Regions from separate parts of the Drosophila melanogaster genome. Here region 2 is linked to region 1. The links are chromatin contacts, called in public Hi-C maps. All regions are on one chromosome and are shown on one strand. Each heading gives the region's core, a stretch centred on a gene start, on an enhancer-like site or on the middle of the called end of the contact. The rest is flanking DNA. Distances are from core to core; before and after follow the strand shown. Region 1 holds the start of CG10011. Region 2 holds the start of Apc (APC-like).

Region 1 (2,966 bases), core at 107-2,606:
AGTTGGTGTAGTATTGCTAACCAAAACACACTCACACCCACAAAGAGGCACCAACCACTCACGCGATTTGTGTACCCTTTGCACAGTGGTACCTGTGTAACCCGAGCTGTTTTGAGATTAAATAAAAAATAATCTGACTTAACTAAGTTAAGAACTGAGAAAAAGTTTTCGAATATGCATTACCCAATTACAAATTTTAACAGAATTTTCTTTTCTAATGTTTTTTGAAAGCCAAATTGTTTTTCCAGATATATACTAATCTCAGGATGTATCTTCAGATGTAAAGGTGTAACTTTTGGATACGATCTAAGGTTTTAAGACGACTTTGTAAGGTTCCACTGTGGCTGGTGTGCGGTTTTTGTTGTTTCTGCTGTTACTTGGCTCGTTTAACTTTGAGCAGCTCTGAATTGCAGCAGCCGGCATGCCGGTTTTTTTTTTTCATTCTTTTTTTCCCTACTGCAACTTTAATTGGACATGGGTTGTTGCTGTTGTTGTCGCCGCTGCTGGCGTTGGCAAACGTGTTTTATTATTTTGGTTAAATTTGGCATTCGTTTCCTACGCGGCTTTCAGTTTGTTATCGTTAGGTGCAAAAGAGTTTTGGGTAACAAAATTCAAACAACTTGATTTACTCACCTCCTGGCTGGTGACCTATGACCTTAGGGAGCAGGCGGTGGTGATAGTGGTGGTGGTGGAAAGGACATCCCCTTTCGCACTGCTTGTTGTTGTCGCAAAATCGAAGCAAATTAAACGATAATTTGTTGTGAGCAAAGTAACACGCACACACACAAGCGCACACGCGAACGCACTACACACAGATACACCAAACACTACCGCTCTCTTTCTCTCCTCTCTCACTTTGTGTATTTTGTTTGTTCTGGCTTTGCTTTGGTTTTGCTTTTCCTCTGACTCTGCTTTTACTTGGCGATGCAAGCAGCGCGACGTTGCAACATCGTTCACATTTCACATTTCCCCCAGCTGAATGCACTTTTATCTCGCTTTTGTTCCACTTCCTCTCTTGTTTTGACTGCGGCAGATGCGGCTCCGCCTTCTGCTTCTTCTTCTGCCACTGCTTATCCTGTTTGTGCTCCCCCTCCCTCTTGGCCTATCGTCGCGTCTTCTTCACACAGCTATCCTGCGTGGGCAAGGATGTCTTGCTCTGCGTTTTCCCTTCCGTTTCGATTGCAGATCCTTTTCGGAGGAAAGTTTCGATCACGCACATTTAACTCGGTATTTTCACAGCGATTCCGTTCGCGTCCCACACTCGACGCGATTTATTTTTCTCAATTTTTTCGACGGCCCAGCCGCATTTTACCATTTCAAGAACCAATCGAATCGAAACGCGCAGGGTGTTTGCTGCAGTTATAACGAAAATCCCCCAAATGCGCAACTGAATGCCCTAAAAAATCCAGATATTCTCCCGAGCTCAAAATCGCGTTCGCAGAGTATTCACACTACTGCGAGCTATCGATAACCGTTTGCACTGGGCCACTAAGCAAGATGTCACACTTCTTTATTTAGGTTTAAAATGTGTTTCAATATTCTAATTAAATGCAAAGAAAAAGAATAAATATCCCGGGGTGCGATCATTTTATAAATAGTCTCCTGTGTAAGCAGTGCTCTATGGTTGGTGTCGAACTCCGCTAGGCGAAGGGCAACTCGGCTAAGGTGGTTTCATTCGCTGTTTGAAAAAGTTAAGCTAAGTTATTTTGAATCTTATAAATTATAAATTATCTTATCTTAAATTATCTTATAAACAACGACTTTTTTTTCGTATTTGGACATTAATGTTGACAAATTGTAGATTTGTATTAAATGTAGTTCGTAATATTCAGTTTTTTTGTATGTATCTACATTTAAACAGAATTTCCCCAATGTTTCCCGTTTTAGCAATGACACACTCCATATTTTATTTGACTAACCAGGTGTAGGGCTTAAATTCTAGCAGTGATTGTAAAAATTTGTACAGAAGCATATCGCTTAAATCACAGAGTTCTTTGAAAGCGTAGTAAAGATAGTGTAAAATATAAAATATATTCGCTTGTAGTTGACCGAATGTCGTATGGTGATGGTGTCGCCATCTAGGAGTTATTTTTTTTGTTTAAGATGTGGGGGCCCGAATCTTATCATAGATTCCCGTCAGCTTTATCTGCCGATCCACACTCGATCAGCTTGGTGTTACCGTCTGTTGTATGGCGTCACATCCAGGCGACATAGAAGTGCATAGGATGCACAGCAGCAGCCGCCGTCTTAGGAATAACGGAGTAATGATATACTAGATTCGTTGAAAACTAAGTAACACTACATAATCCGACTATATAATCTTTTATAATTTCTATCGGCTTGATAAAAAAAAACTTTTCATAATTTCCATCGGTTTGATAAAAAAAACTTCTTGCCACTCTAACACCAAAAACCTCCCATTTTTCTCATTATATGTAGTCTCCAATATCTATCGATATGCCAGAAAAATAATGAAATGTAGCGTTCTTACTTTCACTGGCAGCATTCACCAATTAATAAATTAACGTTTCCGTACCTTAAAAGTTGTTTTAAAAAATTGAAACATATTTAATTTCCTTAACGGTATAGCGATAAGAGAATATAACGGCTCTCTTAATGGCAAGACATTCCGGATGGTCTGAACAGTTTGTGTGTAGCTATCGTTGGCTGCTAAACAGTCATGATAACCCTATTAAAACCAATTCATAAATGGCTCTGCTTCTGCCTAATTGCAATAATCGTAATTCTCGGCATCAAAACCCAAAATGCAAATACTAAGCCCAGAGTTTCAGAAGTCACAGGATCGGATGACACAAATTCCGACATTCCTCCTGCTGAAGAAGATCGAAATGTACAGGATGTAGTCCGGCCCGCATATTTTGTGGAGTCCGCCAAGTGCAAGATCCCGTATGTTGATCCCTTCGCCTCAGATGCAATGGCCATTTTCCACCCCGAGCATTTTGAGA
Region 2 (3,142 bases), core at 356-2,855, 210 kb after region 1:
CTTAGTAAGACTTACTAAGCACTTACTTAAACTGATAGGTGTAAAAGAATAAATAAAAGTGTTTATTTGATAATTGTATATCCAAATATTTGCATAATTAAATGAATTATGAGAATGAACAATTCCATTTTTGGTAATATGCATATAAATTAAGCATTTGTGTAGCATGGGTGGATCAGATTTGGATTTTGAAAGATAAAGCTTCATCACCTTATAGAGGGTAAGGTCTTAAAAGTTATTTTAAACCGACATATGAATACCTAATTTGGAAAGTGTAATTTGTTGTGATAAAATGAATACTAGGTTGAAATATTTGAAAGAGGGAAATATTTTTTTTGGCAGATTGATGATCTGAAGGGTGGTTTTCGTCACACCCTCCCCTAAAAATGGTACAATTACAATTACAATTAGAAGGGAATAGCAAAAATAAAAAATATTTCTCCAATAAGTGAATTCCCATTAAGCTAATAACCAATTTTGCCACCACATCGCCCCATCCCACCCACTGTGCGGTTTTTTGGCTTGGCACACATTTTGCATACGAAATATTCGCGGCAGAATTATCAAAGAAAAAAGAATGGAAGATTTGCGGGGGAAGGAAAAGCGGTAAAGATGATGACACCGCGAGCCATCAAACCACAGGGAAATGTACGCAAAAACATTAAATAATGAAACTACATACTAACTACTGTACATATGTACATATGTATGTACTTATGATTTCTGTGTGTGCATTTATGAGCTGGTTTAATGAACGCCACTTTTGTTTTGCTGCCCGGTTGTTTTGTGTCTTTGCCGCCGCGAGATGATGATTATGTAAATTGTAGAAAAGTAAAAGGGAAACTAAATACGAGCGCATGCAGTGTGGAATTGTGTTTTCCTTTTCTCCCATGTTTGTGGGCATGTAAGACAATCGAGCGTGCCGATATTAACGTATTTTCCTTAATGCGGTGATTAATTATGCTGAGGTGAAGTTGAATGGAAGTGCTCGAAAATAGTTATCAATTAGGCGTGCCACAATCACTTGCAGCTGTTGGAAAACTAAAACGAAAACAACAACAACGAAACAAACGAAACACACTGCGTTTTCCAACTGATAAAGGAGCACTCACACACATAGACACACACATGCACGCACTTTGCACACCCACACTAGGGCGCAGTCGCGTTCTGATTGGGACCTTTATTGATTTTTCCTGTAAAAGGAATCGGCAGGAGAACAGGAAACTACTAAAGAGTATCTCATGCTCCAAGTTGAGCTAAACACATTTGTATTCGCCAGCTGTATATGGTGCGCATTTATTGAGTAAACATTCTGCGTTTTATTGTCAGGCCCAAAAAGAACAATTCCAATTGGAAGAGTCAGCGACTATACTCCCACACACACACGAACCCAGAGATTCTCCGATTGGCGTACCTTGACTAAAAACACAATTTCTCGGCAGCTTCCTCGCCCACCAGATGACACATTTCCCGCTTTATCACTTGTTTGCCCACAGATATTGCCACTATTTGGATTCTTGGCTTGTTTCGCGACAAAACAAATACGCAGCGCGGCCGAAATTCCGAGTCCGCTTATCAACAAAAATTGCGACCAACCGCGGCGAGCAGTGTGACTGTTATATCGAGAATTCGAAAAACCAACAAGAAATAGCTGCTAGGGATGGGAGAATGTAGCGATATCTTGGGATCATATATATCGCTTGAATATTTACTTCGTTCGTAATATATTTATACTGCAATTTATTTTCTAACCTTAAAGATTTAGTGCTTATATTTTATTCATTATATATCTCGGTTAAGTAATACGTACACCGTTAATTTAAAAGAAAAAATTTAAAAAAAAATGGGATAGAGTTAATGGGGCCGAGTCAGACCAACGCTATGGACTGCATATTAAAACGGATTTGGTATTGTTTTGTTTGTTAAATTATTGAATACATTGAATGAATGTGCCTCCAAAACTGTAACTGCGAATTGGTTCGGGTCTTAGCTAGACCATAAATACCGGTGTGACCGTCACCGCTAAAATGAAAATTCCCTCAAAAATGCAATAGTAAATAATCCATCGCTTAGCAACTGGCCACACTGCAACGTATATAAGCCGACGAATCCCGAATTTTGTTGTTGTTCTTCAAACAGCTGAGCGGCGGACGGATATTTGTTGTTGCTGCGCCCGGGAAGCTGCGCAGCGGAGAACGCGAAAAATAATAAAACGCAAAAAATAGCGAAAATTAAACGCGTTGCAAGTGCAGCAGAAAACAACGGTAATAATTCGCGAAGCCAAGGGACAAGCAATTTAAATTGCGCACAGTGTAGAAATCCAATTGGAAGTTCGGCTGGGAGTCCCAAATTCGTATTGATTTTCTTGTTTGTGTGTGCGCGGGTCCGTGAAAAAGGCAACAAAAGCAAAGCCACCACTTCCAGACTTCCCAATCAGCCACTTCCTTTTCTTCCACCTAGCGGTAATCATTGCCAATTGGAACCGCGATCGTTGCCTTCCAGCGACAACAACAATGTAGCAAGTGTATTTTCTGCTTGTAGTTGTAGTTATTAAACAAGATAAAGTGCGAGAAAGAGAAGGAGATAGACAACAACAAAAGCGAAAGTTTTATTGAGTGCGTAGATGTGTACGAGTGTGTATGTGTGCTATTGCGAAAAATTGTTGATAAATATTGGCCGTTATAAATGCGAATTCAAATGCAGATATTTGCCGATGAAAAGGGTGTTTCCTCAAAAAACCGTTGATTAATTATAAATGCAAGGAGTGGCCGGCTAAGTTGGATTTTTTCGGCTTAACTTGCAGCGAAGCAGCAGCGACAAAATGTGGATACCTTCGAACAACAAATACGGAGTTGGTGAGTAAATAATAAGAGTAGGCGGTGTGCCACCCACTTTTCCAAGCTACCCACCACCCCCCGCTGGGCGTCACGTGCGCGGCCTTTGTTTTTATTGCTGCCTTTTGCGGCGATTCACGCGTTTTTCCGCGAAACGCCGGATACCATGCCAACCACCCCCGCACGTTACCGAGCGGGGAGGAAAAGCGACTTTTCTACTTATTTTTGTACACAAACTGTTTGTAGCATCATCATCCCCCAGTTCACCGCACCGCCCCCCCCCCCTTTCCATGCAGCGTGTAGTG

The links. Hi-C and Micro-C count contacts between places; a contact is called where the count stands out from the background.
Region 2: a contact with region 1 is called in a Hi-C map of the Kc167 cell line, with 5 times the contacts expected there. The contact joins the promoter of Apc here to the promoter of CG10011 in region 1. A contact is called at or near these places in 5 of 107 Hi-C or Micro-C datasets (the Clone 8 cell line, the Kc167 cell line, embryo and 2 more) and 1 of 6 datasets of contacts at active chromatin or transcription factors (the Kc167 cell line).

What each region holds. Positions count from the first base shown.
Region 1 is chr3R:28,633,743-28,636,708 of dm6, forward strand. CG10011 reads right to left here and starts at 1,357. Exons shown (of 6, transcript NM_143367.3): 1 at 634-1,357. It overlaps CG9988, which reads left to right and starts at 2,669. Exons shown (of 3, transcript NM_143368.3): 1 at 2,669-2,966. The coding sequence starts at 2,681.
Region 2 is chr3R:28,843,143-28,846,284 of dm6, forward strand. Apc (APC-like) reads right to left here and starts at 1,606. Exons shown (of 4, transcript NM_057804.3): 1 at 1,418-1,606. spg (sponge) reads left to right here and starts at 2,158. Exons shown (of 13, transcript NM_170379.5): 1 at 2,158-2,267; 2 at 2,807-2,858. The coding sequence starts at 2,825.